Linked DNA regions of Capra hircus: region 2 is linked to region 1. The links are chromatin contacts, called in public Hi-C maps. All regions are on one chromosome and are shown on one strand. Each heading gives the region's core, a stretch centred on a gene start, on an enhancer-like site or on the middle of the called end of the contact. The rest is flanking DNA. Distances are from core to core; before and after follow the strand shown.

Evidence for each region. A called contact is a pair of places that touch in the nucleus more often than the background predicts.
Region 2: a contact with region 1 is called in a Hi-C map of blood, with 4 times the contacts expected there. The contact joins the promoter of ENDOV here to the promoter of CHMP6 in region 1. A contact is called at or near these places in 2 of 5 Hi-C or Micro-C datasets (blood and liver).

The regions. Positions count from the first base shown.
Region 1 is chr19:51,036,781-51,042,397 of ARS1.2, reverse strand. CHMP6 (charged multivesicular body protein 6) reads left to right here and starts at 2,056. Exons shown (of 8, transcript XM_018063631.1): 1 at 2,056-2,222; 2 at 4,691-4,800; 3 at 4,938-5,025; 4 at 5,572-5,617. The coding sequence starts at 2,160.
Region 2 is chr19:51,477,229-51,482,845 of ARS1.2, reverse strand. It overlaps ENDOV (endonuclease V), which reads left to right and starts at 3,146. Exons shown (of 10, transcript XM_005694075.2): 1 at 3,146-3,226; 2 at 3,533-3,704. The coding sequence starts at 3,171.

The sequences.
Region 1 (5,617 bases), core at 807-3,306:
TAGGATTACAACATAAATTGAATTCTCAGCCTCACCAGGTCAGTGTGAAAGAGTCAGACGGAGAGAGCTGAGTGGGCTGATGTTGATCCCCTCATAATCACATCAAGCCTTGCCTGCCAGCAGAAGCGACCCTGCTCCCCATCTGAAGTGTCCTTCCCACCCCCTGCTCATGAAGACTCCACCCCAAGCAGGTAGGGGGAGACCTGCTGAGAGGAGACTGATTCTCCTCAAGACCCCACTAGTAACCCCATGTTGCCTTCAGATCCATAACTGCAGTGAGAGCCCAGCTGACTCCGGGGAAGGTGGGCACATCCCAAGAATTCCAAGAAATTGCTGACTCACACTGGAGGGTCTCGGGGAGACCTCACAGGGACTCATGGCAGCCAGCACTGGGCGAGCTGGACAGGGCATGAGCGCCTGAGACTCTGGGCCACACTGTTTGCTTTCATCTGTGCTTGGACTTCCCAGCTGAGATGCCAGGAATCCCTTGGCATAATACAGAGGAAGGACTCCAAGGGCTGGGACACATAAGGACTCGACATGAATTCATCAGGTGCAACTCACTCACTGAGCTTCTTGTGTCCTCAAGGCACAGGCACTGGATAGAGGCCCCAAGAAATCCCTTGGTGAGGACCTCGGGTTCTTGAAAAGCCCTCCAAGGTCTGCAGGCCAGGGAAGACAGTAGAGGCGCTGCCATCAAAACAGGGGCCCTGATTTCTCCTGAGAAACAGGAGGTGCAAGGCTCAGAGCTCACATGGGCAGGTCACTGGAAAAGGCAGGAAACCCACGCAGTAGTCACAATGCACGGTGCCAGAGAGCCCTTGACACTGGCCAACTGCAAAAGCTGGATAGTCTCAGAAAGCCTCAGTGGATCATTAAGAAACCAGCCAGATCTGGGAGATAGAGATCTGATGGGAAGGACCTTAGAGGAAAATCATGACCTCTCACCCAGTTCCAGGACTGAACAGAAGGGAGAATGGGTTCCTCATGAAGGCGTCTAGGTAGTATGCCTGGCAAACCTGCCCCCAGTGCCTGAACCATTGTGCCAGGTACTGCTGCTGCCTAACCACCTCCCCCTGCCCTGGCTCTGCACTTAGGCGGAGTCAGCAGGGAAGGCTCATCTCTGCTCTGTGGGATGCCAGCTGAGCGGCCTGTGTGACGCCTGGGTTATCCGATGGGGGATAAGAACTCCCCTGACAAGAAAGCACATCTATCCAGAGAGCAAGGGCTGCTGACTCCTCCCCACGCAGTCCTCTCACAGACTGCTGCTGGAATAGACACTCTGGATATGGATTTGCCTCCGCCCACTCTAGGAGGCTTCTGCCAGCTGCACTGTTGTGGACTTGGAGGCCGCTAGTGGTGTCCATGCAGCTCTGCTCCTGATCAAGGAGTTCATTTCACAGAAAGGGGTGAGCGCTGAGCATGTGCCATGGGACACCTCATCTTATGACCCCACCTGCCCAGGACTGCTAGAAAGGTGGTGGGGCCCATGCAGACTGGGCTGCGGGCTCAGCCTGGGCGACCAAGCCGGGCTGAGTACTGGGACCCCTCATGCCAACCAAGACACACGAGTGGAAGCCAGGGATGCAGGTGTGGGTGGCACCCCAACCTATATCCTCGATGCCCCGTGGAGGCTTCTGCCGGGACCACCGAACCAGAAGATGGGCTCCCCTGGAGACAGGCCACCAGCCCGGAGGACAGAACCAGTGGGGCACGCTGCCTAGTTGGCAGTTCAGTGGACACTAGAGAGCAGGGTTGTAACATCACTAAACGCAGCATTTTGTGCATCCGAGCCGGCGGGGCAGTGATTTGTGAACAAGATCTCTGACCTTCTGGGAGACGGTCCATGCGGTCACCCTGCAGGGTGCCCACGATAGTGGGAGATGGAACTTCTAGTCTTGAAGACCGTGCAGTTGGGGCCTTCTGGAAATGCATCTGAACCGCGCGATCAAGGGCCCCTGAGCCCCGCCCACTGCAGGTCCAGCCCCTTCTCTGGGTGGGGCTTCCGTCCACAGATGGCCGCGTTCCGCGTTCTGCGGCGCCAGGCCCCGCGCGGCCGCCGTAGCGGGGGTGGGTTGGGCCCGGGCTACGGTAGCCGTGTGGCGCGGGGCACGGGTCCGACCGGGTAGGGCGGCGGGGCACGGGCCGGGCCGGCCGCCATGGGCAACCTGTTCGGCCGTAAGAAGCAGAGCCGGGTCACGGAGCAGGATAAAGCGATCCTGGTGAGATGCCGGGCCCTGCAGGCGGGTGGGCGCGGGCCGGGTACCCCCGGACCGTACGGGGAAACCGAGGCTGGGCGGCGGCAGGCTGCGCTCCGTTTCTCCAAAGGGTCCAGCCCCTGTGGCCGCCCAGCCTCACGCCCGGGCTGCAGCCTCGGAGCCCGTCTGGGGCGATGCGCAGTGGGCTCCCCTTGGGGAGCATGTCCGGGCCCGGTCCCCAGCGAGTCTGAGCGAATCCTGTCGCTGCGGGTGTAGGTGGTCCGGGTGTGGCTGAGCTGTGCTTCGGGGGGCGGGGCCCTCGTTGTACTGTCTCGTGGTTGTACCTTGTCCGTGGGCGAGTCCGCGCCTGCGGGTGGGGTTTCTAAACTCCAGCCCCACGGGAGCCAGCCCCAGACCACTTCCCAGCCCCGGCCCCGACCCGGTGCGGGCTCGGGGCCTGCGTGGCAGACTCAGGTGGGAGGTCGTGGAGAGGGGATGATCTGGCAGTGGGGCGTCATTGCTGCTCCCAGAACTGGGGATCTAAGCAAACGCTCTCACTGTGGGACGGTCGTGTTCTGTGTGCTTAGGACTCAGGCTGGACTCAACACCTGTCCCAGTCCTTGTCAAACTTACAACCTGTGCGGCCCCTGAGGAACGGGCCATTGGCCCCGAGCTTGTGGGCTGCCCTTGTCTCCAGGCCACTCCTGGCCCTCGAAAGTTTTAGATGATGGTGATGTTTCTGTTTCTACTTGTGGATTTGAGCATCTTTTTCTGGAGAGCACTGATATGAAAGTTAGCTTCTAGGGAAAGAATCGTGTGGTGTGTTAAGTGAAATGACGTGTTGAGACTAACCCATTTTTGTAAGAGAAGTGTGTCAGGAAGGAGAGAGCCTAGAATGTAAGTGGAATCTACCTTCGATTTCTTTTCTGATTTTCTGCAGGAAGAGTATGTAATTTTTGATACTAAGAAACTAATTCAAATGGCAGGTTGTTTTTTTGGGGGAGGCGGGGTGGTTTTACTGTAGCTTCTGAAACCAGAAGTTATACCAGAAGTTATAAAACTTTTTAACTGAAGTTCCCCTTGAAAAAGAGGCCTGTTTGTCACTGGAGAAGATCAGCTGTCATTGGGTTTTTATTGTGGTTGGGGTCCGGTCTCCCACATATGCTGGCCTCCATCCTGGGCTTCTGGGCCTCTGGCTGAGCAGGAAGCTCCCGAAGCTCTCCTCCTGTTGTCAAGGGTACACATTGGTGGGGTCGTGACAGGAACAACTCAGTTGGCACACCACAGAACAAACTATCGCCTGATGTTTTCTGAGGATGAAGAGCTGAGCTGAGGAACCTTGAGCTGCCCCAGGACCTTCTGCTGAGACTTCTTGTTTTACAAAGGGGTGGCCTGGCCACACCTGCCTCCCTCTGGCTCTTGCCTGACACTCTGTCCGCCGCCTGCAGGGTAGGTGCTCAGCTTCAGAGTTGAGCCCGGCTGGTAGGCTGGCTATGGGGTGATATCTCATTGTCAGCGGACATCTCTCATGCCAGCCTGGAGAGGACATGTGGCTGCCCTGAGCCACCAACCACAGAGTGCACTGGGGCAGATGGCCTCTAAAAAGGGAACTATGGAGCGGCCACTTTAGACCATGTCCATGCCGGGGGCTAATTTCTCACCATGTTGAGTCCAAAAGATGTGCACACCCTTGACTGACTTAACTCATTCCTGGTAACCGACCCTGAAGACGTCATCTTCCGTCAGAGAGGTGACCCACGCTTGCAGGTGCTCACTGTAAGCATCAACTGAAATCACAGAATTTGGAAGAAATGTAAATGACCTAAAATAGGGAAGGAGAGGCTAAGGCGTGTAAATGGCCCTGCATCCTTTTGGGGACAGGACTCCAGGGTGCCAGGTGCTTCGTGAGGTCATATGAACCCATCACCTCAATGCGCCGTCTGTTGTCCACCCACGTATAGTGGCAAGTGACAACAGTTGGGGAGCTGATGGTAAATGGCTGAGATCCCCAGAGGGGTGAAGCTGGAAGGGACGGCCCCTGTCTCCAGCTACAGCTGGACTGGGCTAGTGGCACTCAGATGGCCCTCACCAATGATTTTGTGTTGTCTCTGCACCTTGGAGGTGGTGGCCACACTCCCTGACCAGTGCTCACACTCCTCGCTGCCTGGGGTTGGGGGGGATCCTGAGGGCTTGTAGGATATTGAGCCTGATCCTGGGCCTCCACCCCCTAGATGCCAGCGGTTCCCCCAGTGGGCCAGCCAGGAATGTCTCCAAGGAGTGCGCCACACGCCCTGGAGGGCACACTGGTCCCCACGGAGAGCTCTGTTTCAGAGGATGCACTTCCATGGGTGGCAGCTGGGGCAGCCCGGCCTGTGGTGGGCCCTTCGGTGTCCCTGGCAGCCTCTGTGCCCGCTCTCCTGGGCACTAGGTAGCCCAGCGAGTGCCCAACGCTGCGTGGGCCCGTGCCAACACAAGGCCTGCTTTCCCAACAGCAACTGAAGCAGCAGCGGGACAAGCTGAAGCAGTACCAGAAGAGGATCACCCAGCAGCTGGAGCGGGAGCGGGAGGTCGCCCGGCAGCTCCTGCGTGACGGCAGGAAGGAGTGCGTGGGGTGGCGCCAGTGTGCGGGGGACGGAAGCCATCCCCGTCAGCCTATGGCAGGGCGGGGGGAGGCTGGGGAGGCTGGGCGGTGCTGGGCCAGGACGTCCAATGGCCGTGACTGCTGGGTCCCCTTTGCAGACGGGCCAAGCTGCTGCTCAAGAAGAAGCGATACCGGGAGCAGCTCCTGGACAAGACGGAAAACCAGATCACCAGCCTGGAGACCATGGTAGGCCTAGTGGGAGTCAGGGGTGTGGGCTGTGTAGGCCAGAGGCCCCTCAGAGAACTGAAACCCACCATTTTCCTTTCCTGGACCTTTAGCCAGAGGCTATGGAATGGGTCAGGTCTGGAGGCAAAGGAGAAGCTTTACTGGGAGCCTGATACTCTTTAGGGGCTGGGGCAGGTTGGCTGCTGCAGGATTGTGGTTGGGGGGCTAGGCCGCTTCTGGGTGGTGGGGATGGGGGGCCGGTTCTGCCCCAGTGACTGAAGAGGTGTTAAGATCTGCAGGAGGCTCCCAAGCAACCTCGGTTCAGGGCGCAGCGCTCTGGTTGTGCTCATTTACTAATAGTTTTGCTGTTATAAGCAGTCTGATAAGAGATTCTTCCCAGGTCCTCTCAGTCCCACCCAGCTGGTGGTTAGGGCACCAGGAAAGGATAGAGGGAAGAGGAGGGCAGAGACCGTCAGTCTTGGTGACAGTGTGGTCCTAACTCCCGTCGTGGGTCTGCGTGAGGTGGCAGAGAAGGCAGGCCCCTGACCACACAGGTCTCCTCCTCAGGTCCAGAGTATTGAGTTCACCCAGATTGAAATGAAAGTGATCGAGG
Region 2 (5,617 bases), core at 1,897-4,396, 440 kb before region 1:
CTGGGGCAAAAGCTGAAACAGTGACAGATTTTATTTTCTTGGGCTCCAAAGTCACTGTACAAGGTGGCTGCACCCATGAAATTTAAAAGATGCTTGTTCCTTGGAAGGAAAGCGATGACAAACCTAGACTAAATATTAAAAAGCAGAGACATTACTATGCCAACAAAGGTCCACATAGTCAAAGCTATGGTTTTTCCAGTAGTCATGTATGGATGTGAGTATTGGACCAAAAAGAAGGCTGAGTGCTGAAGAATTGATGGTTTTGAATTGTGGTGCTTGAGAAGGCTCTTGAGAGTCCCTGAGACAGTAAGGAGATCAAACCAGTCAGTCCTAAAGGAAATCAACCCTGAATATTCACTGGAAGGACTGATGCTGAAGCTCCAATACTTTTACCACCTGATGGGCAAAAGCTGACTCATTGTAAAACACCCTGATGCTGGGAAAGGTTGAGGGCAGGCGGAGAAGGGGACGACAGAGGATGAGGCGGTTGGATGGCATCACCGACTCAATGGACATGAGTTTGAGCAAACTCCTGGAGATAGTGAGGGACAGGGAAGCCTGGAACACTGCAGTCCGTGGGGTCACAGAGAATCAGACATGACTTAGTGACTAAATAACAATGACTATAGGATTTCATCGTGTTTTAACTGAGACAGTCACGAGCTATTTCATTTCCTCCCAGGTTCAGGCAATTCCACTTTGGAAACAAACTTCTACTGACAATCACTGTGAAAAAGGGCCTTGCTCAGTAGGTAAAGCTACCCATGTCCAGCCCCACACAGGGGCACTGCTATATCTCTTAATATGTTCTTGCCAAGAATAAGGTCACTGTATCAGCTGGACCTGGAAAGACACTAGATGAGGACATATTAATAGAAGAAGAAAGCCTGAGGCCTTGAGCTGAATAACCATCCATCCATGCCATGATTTGCATTTATATTGCTTTTTGCTTTTTCTAATCCCTCTAGTTATTCATTAGTCCCATGCTCAAACATTATGAATCCCACTTCCAACTGGAAAAACACCAGGAATGTGCCTTCTCCCAAGAAAGCAAATGCTGACAAGATTCACACCTCATCAGACTGAAGTGTATTCTGAGGACAGCAGGGCTGTGCTTCCTTCTGAGGAGTTGGGATTATTTCAGGAAGCCATCTGGGGCAACAGCAGAGAGAAACTGGAGAGGAAAGGGCCCAGCGGGAGCACATGGAAACCACCCCTGTGACTGCACATCCTATAAAGGCCTGCCTTTAACCCTGCTCCCCTTCCTTTACACTGAGATCCACCTGGGGTGTTCCGCTTTCCCCAGCATTCCCTCCGCATCACCACGCCTGTACCCTGAAGCACGTCAGGACCTCCATCCAGACCACTGCTCTCTCCTCAGCACCCAAAAGCTGTCTCCGTCTCCATAGGCCAGTGAATGGCTCCGGATTACTGGATCGAAAGCCCTCTGCATCCTGTCTGCTCTATCACACAAGGCTGATGCAGAGTACAGCCCAGGTGGACCCCAGAGTAATTCCTGGCCCTCCCATTTGCCCGCTCTCTGACCTCAGGCAAGCCGCTTGACCTCTTTACCCCTCAGTTTCCCCATCTGTAAAATACCTCTCAGTGCTGTGGTGAGAAGTAACAGGGCGTGGGTAAATCACACCACAGGGCCTGGTCTGCTGTGAGCGCTCAGGAAATAGCCCTCATCCCCTCTCCCAGCTGAAAACTCACCCACATCTCCAGGCCCATCAGTGGTCAACGCCATATGAAACCTTTCCTGAAACTCAGACTCCAGTCCTAGTCTCCTGCATTTTCCTCTTGAGGTTTGTATTCAGATTAGTTATCCATATACTTCTCTAAATTCCCCTAGCAGAACATAAACCGCTGGTTAAATCGCTGCACCTCCGCCTATCTGGTCACCTTTCAGTACTTCAAATATACCAACCTCTTTGCTGTCTCAGCCCTTTACACGTGCTGTTCTCTTTGCCTGAAATGCTCTCTTGTACTCAACCTTCAGGGCTCCTTTACCACCAATTTAAACACGCTCCCATGTTATTTTCATGTCAGCACTTAACATAACTGCAGTTCTACTATCAGGAAGCTGTTACCTCAGCATCTTGTACAACACCTAGCACAAAGCAAATGGAATCATTATTCTTTCAACTGACAAGCAGGGGTCAGTCAATGCCCCCCAGGTTGTCCCTATTTAGTTTTTCTGCTCACCAAGACCCACCAGGTCAAATTTATGAGTCTGGACCCACTAAGGACTGTGTCCTGTCCTCAAAAAGAGTCACTGAAACTGAGGTCAAGGTACCATGTAAACGGAAGATGCTTGGTGATGGCGTTCAGGACACTACCCCCAAATATGGCACTTTGGTGTATTGATCTAAAGCCAGAGAAATTTTAGACAATGGCAGAAGCAGCAAAATCACTCCTGCTTCAACCATTTTCCGCTCCAAATCTCCCAGGTGAAAGGTCCCCTCCCAGGAAGGAGAGGGACATTCTTATCACCAGAGGCAGGAGGTTTAGGGTCGAGAAGGCTGTGTGAGGAAAGCTCGATCTGGTTTCACTATTCACTACGCACAGTCCAAACCTCTCTTGTCTTATCAGTTCTTCACAAATTCATTGTTTCTTTCTCTAATAGGTATAAAGCTTTAGTTCTGGCCACTTCTTTGGGTCTCCACTCTCTAGTGAAAGGTCCCCTCCCTGTACGTGTAGAAGTGAAAGTCGTTCAGTCGTGTCCGACTCTTGGCGACCCCATGGACTATACAGTCCATGGAATTCTCCATGCCAGAATACTGGAGTGGGTAGCCTTTCCCTTCTCCAGGAGATCTTCCCAACCCAGGTCTCCCGCATTGCAGGCGGATTCTTTACCAGCTAAGCCACAAGGTAAGCAGGTACGCGGAGAAACTCAGTAAAATATGTACACATGGCTTTTCTCCTGCAGACCTGTGTTTGTCAGTGTAACTTTCAGATCCCGTTAGAAGCTCGTGGCTACGTCAGAAGACCAACTCTGATGGCTGGCTGCCGCTCTTCCGGCGCAGCTAACGCCCAGCTAGGCCTCCGGCCACCAGATGGCGGTGTCCAAGAGCCTTAGCAAACGCTACCACGGCGACGACGCTGGCATAGCTCCTGCGCGCGGCGCTCCGGAAGTGACGCTACAGGAAGGGCGCGCTCCAGGCAGCGCCATGGCCGGAAAGGCGGCTGGAAAACCGCCTGAGGAAATCTTGTTGGACTGGAAACGGTAATGAGGCAGGGGACGCGCAAAGTCCGGGGATTGGAGCGACGTGGTTCCCCGCGGATCTCCGACTTCATAACCCCTAACTTGGGGCCCCAGGGGCCTGGGCCTGCTTTTGGCTTGCGGGCGAAAGGGCTGTAGCTTCCGGGACCGCGTCTGGGTCTCAAGGGAGGGAGGGACTTCCAGACCAGGTGGGTCCCTGGTAGAGCTTCGACTCCCGGGCCTGGAATCCACGTGAGGGTGGCCGCAGCTGGACCGCGGGGTGCGGGGTTTCTGGGCTGGGCGGACCGCTGGACCTGTTTCTACTCTCAGGGAGCAAGCCTCGTTGAAGGCCCGTGTTGTGGACCTGGACACGGAGGCTTGGCAACGGGACCCCGCCTTCTCAGGGCTGCAGAGGGTCGGGGGCGTGGACGTGTCTTTTGTGAAAGACGACAGTGGCAGCGCCTGCGCCTCCCTGGTGGTGCTCAGCTACCCAGAACTTGAGGTAACCCCTAGGGGACTCTGGCCAGGGGCCGCACCGCTGCGTCCCCGTGTGCGTTAGTGAGAGAGGCGGGACTCTGGACAGGGAACAGTGCCAGAGTAGAACCCCGCTTCTCCTCTTGTGGGAGTTAACTAATAAATTGGAAAGCTTTTGAAGAAAAGAGGAGGGGAACAAAAACTGACTAGATTCTGTGACCTAAATCCAAATTAACTCATATCTCCAAGTTTGGCAGTCATCTTTTGCTCCCCATCTCAGGAACCTACAGCAACATACACTCAAGTTGCCCAAGATGCTGGAAATCTCTGTCTTCCCATACCCCTCAGCTGGTCACACACTAACTACATTTTTTCCACCACCTAAAATCACTGGAGTCTGTCCCCTTGTCTTTATCGCTGCTGCCCCTTCTTGGCTGTACCACTGTCACCTCTTAAGTAGGTGACAGGTGGAATCTTCCCCGGGTCCTTTCTCCATGCTGCCAACAGAGCAGTTTTCCTAAAAAGCAATGTGAGCAGTCACCACCTAGTCCAGTTAAAACACTTAAGTGCCCATCCTGTGATCGCATAGTAAATAAAAATAACACTAACAAGGCATAAAGAGATCTCTAGTCTTTCCCATTCTGTTGTTTTCCTCTATTTCTTTGCATTGATCGCTGAAGAAGGCTTTCTTATCTCTTCTTGCTATTCTTTGGAACTCTGCATTCAGATGCTTATATCTTTCCTTTTCTCCTTTGCTTTTCGCCTCTCTTCTTTTCACAGCTATTTGTAAGGCCTCCCCAGACAGCCATTTTGCTTTTTTGCATTTCTTTTCCATGGGGATGGTCTTGATCCCTGTCTCCTGTACAATGTCACGAACCTCATTCCATAGTTCATCAGGTGCTCTATCTATCAGATCTAGGCCCTTAAATCTATTTCTCACTTCTACTGTATAACCATAAGGGATTTGATTTAGGTCATACCTGAATGGTCTAGTGGTTTTCCCTATTTCCTTCAATTTAAATCTGAATTTGGTAATAAGGAGTTCATGATCTGAGCCACAGTCAGCTCCTGGTCTTGTTTCTGTTGACTGTATAGAGCTTCTCCATCTTTGGCTGTAAAGAATATAATCAATTTGATTTCGGTGTTGACCATCTGGTGATGTCAATGTGTAGAGTCTTCTCTTGTGTTGTTGGAAGAGGATGTTTGGTATGACCAGTGCATTTTCTTGGCAAAACTCTATTAGTCTTTGCCCTGCTTCATTCCACATTCCAAGGCCAAATTTGCCTGTTACTCCAGGTGTTTCTTGACTTCCTACTTTTGCATTCCAGTCCCCTGTAATGAAAAGGACATCTTTTTTGGGTGTTATTTCTAAAAGGTCTTGTAGGTCTTCATAAAACCGTTCAACTTCAGTTTCTTCAGCGTTACTGGTTGGGGCATAGACTTGGATTACGGTGATATTAAATGGTTTGCCTTGGAGACGAACAGAGATCATTCTGTCGTTTTTGAGATTGCATCCAAGTACTGCATTTTGGACTGTTGTTGACCATGATGGCTACTCCATTTCTTCTGAGGGATTCCTGCCCGCAGTAGTAGATATAATGGTCATCTGAGTTAAATTCACCCATTCCAATCCATTTTACTTCGCTGATTCCTAGAATGTCGACATTCACTCTTGCCATCTCTTGTTTGACCACTTCCAATTTGCCTTGATTCATGGACCTGACATTCCAGGTTCCTATGCAATATTGTTCTTTACAGCATCGGATCTTGCTTCTATCACCAGTCACATCCATGACTGGGTATTGTTTTTGCTTTGGCTCCATCCCTTCATTCTTTCTGGAGTTATTTCTCCACTGATCTCCAGTAGCTTATTGGGCACCTACTGACCTGGGGAGTTCCTCTTTCGGTATCCTATCATTTTGCCTTTTCATACTGTTCATG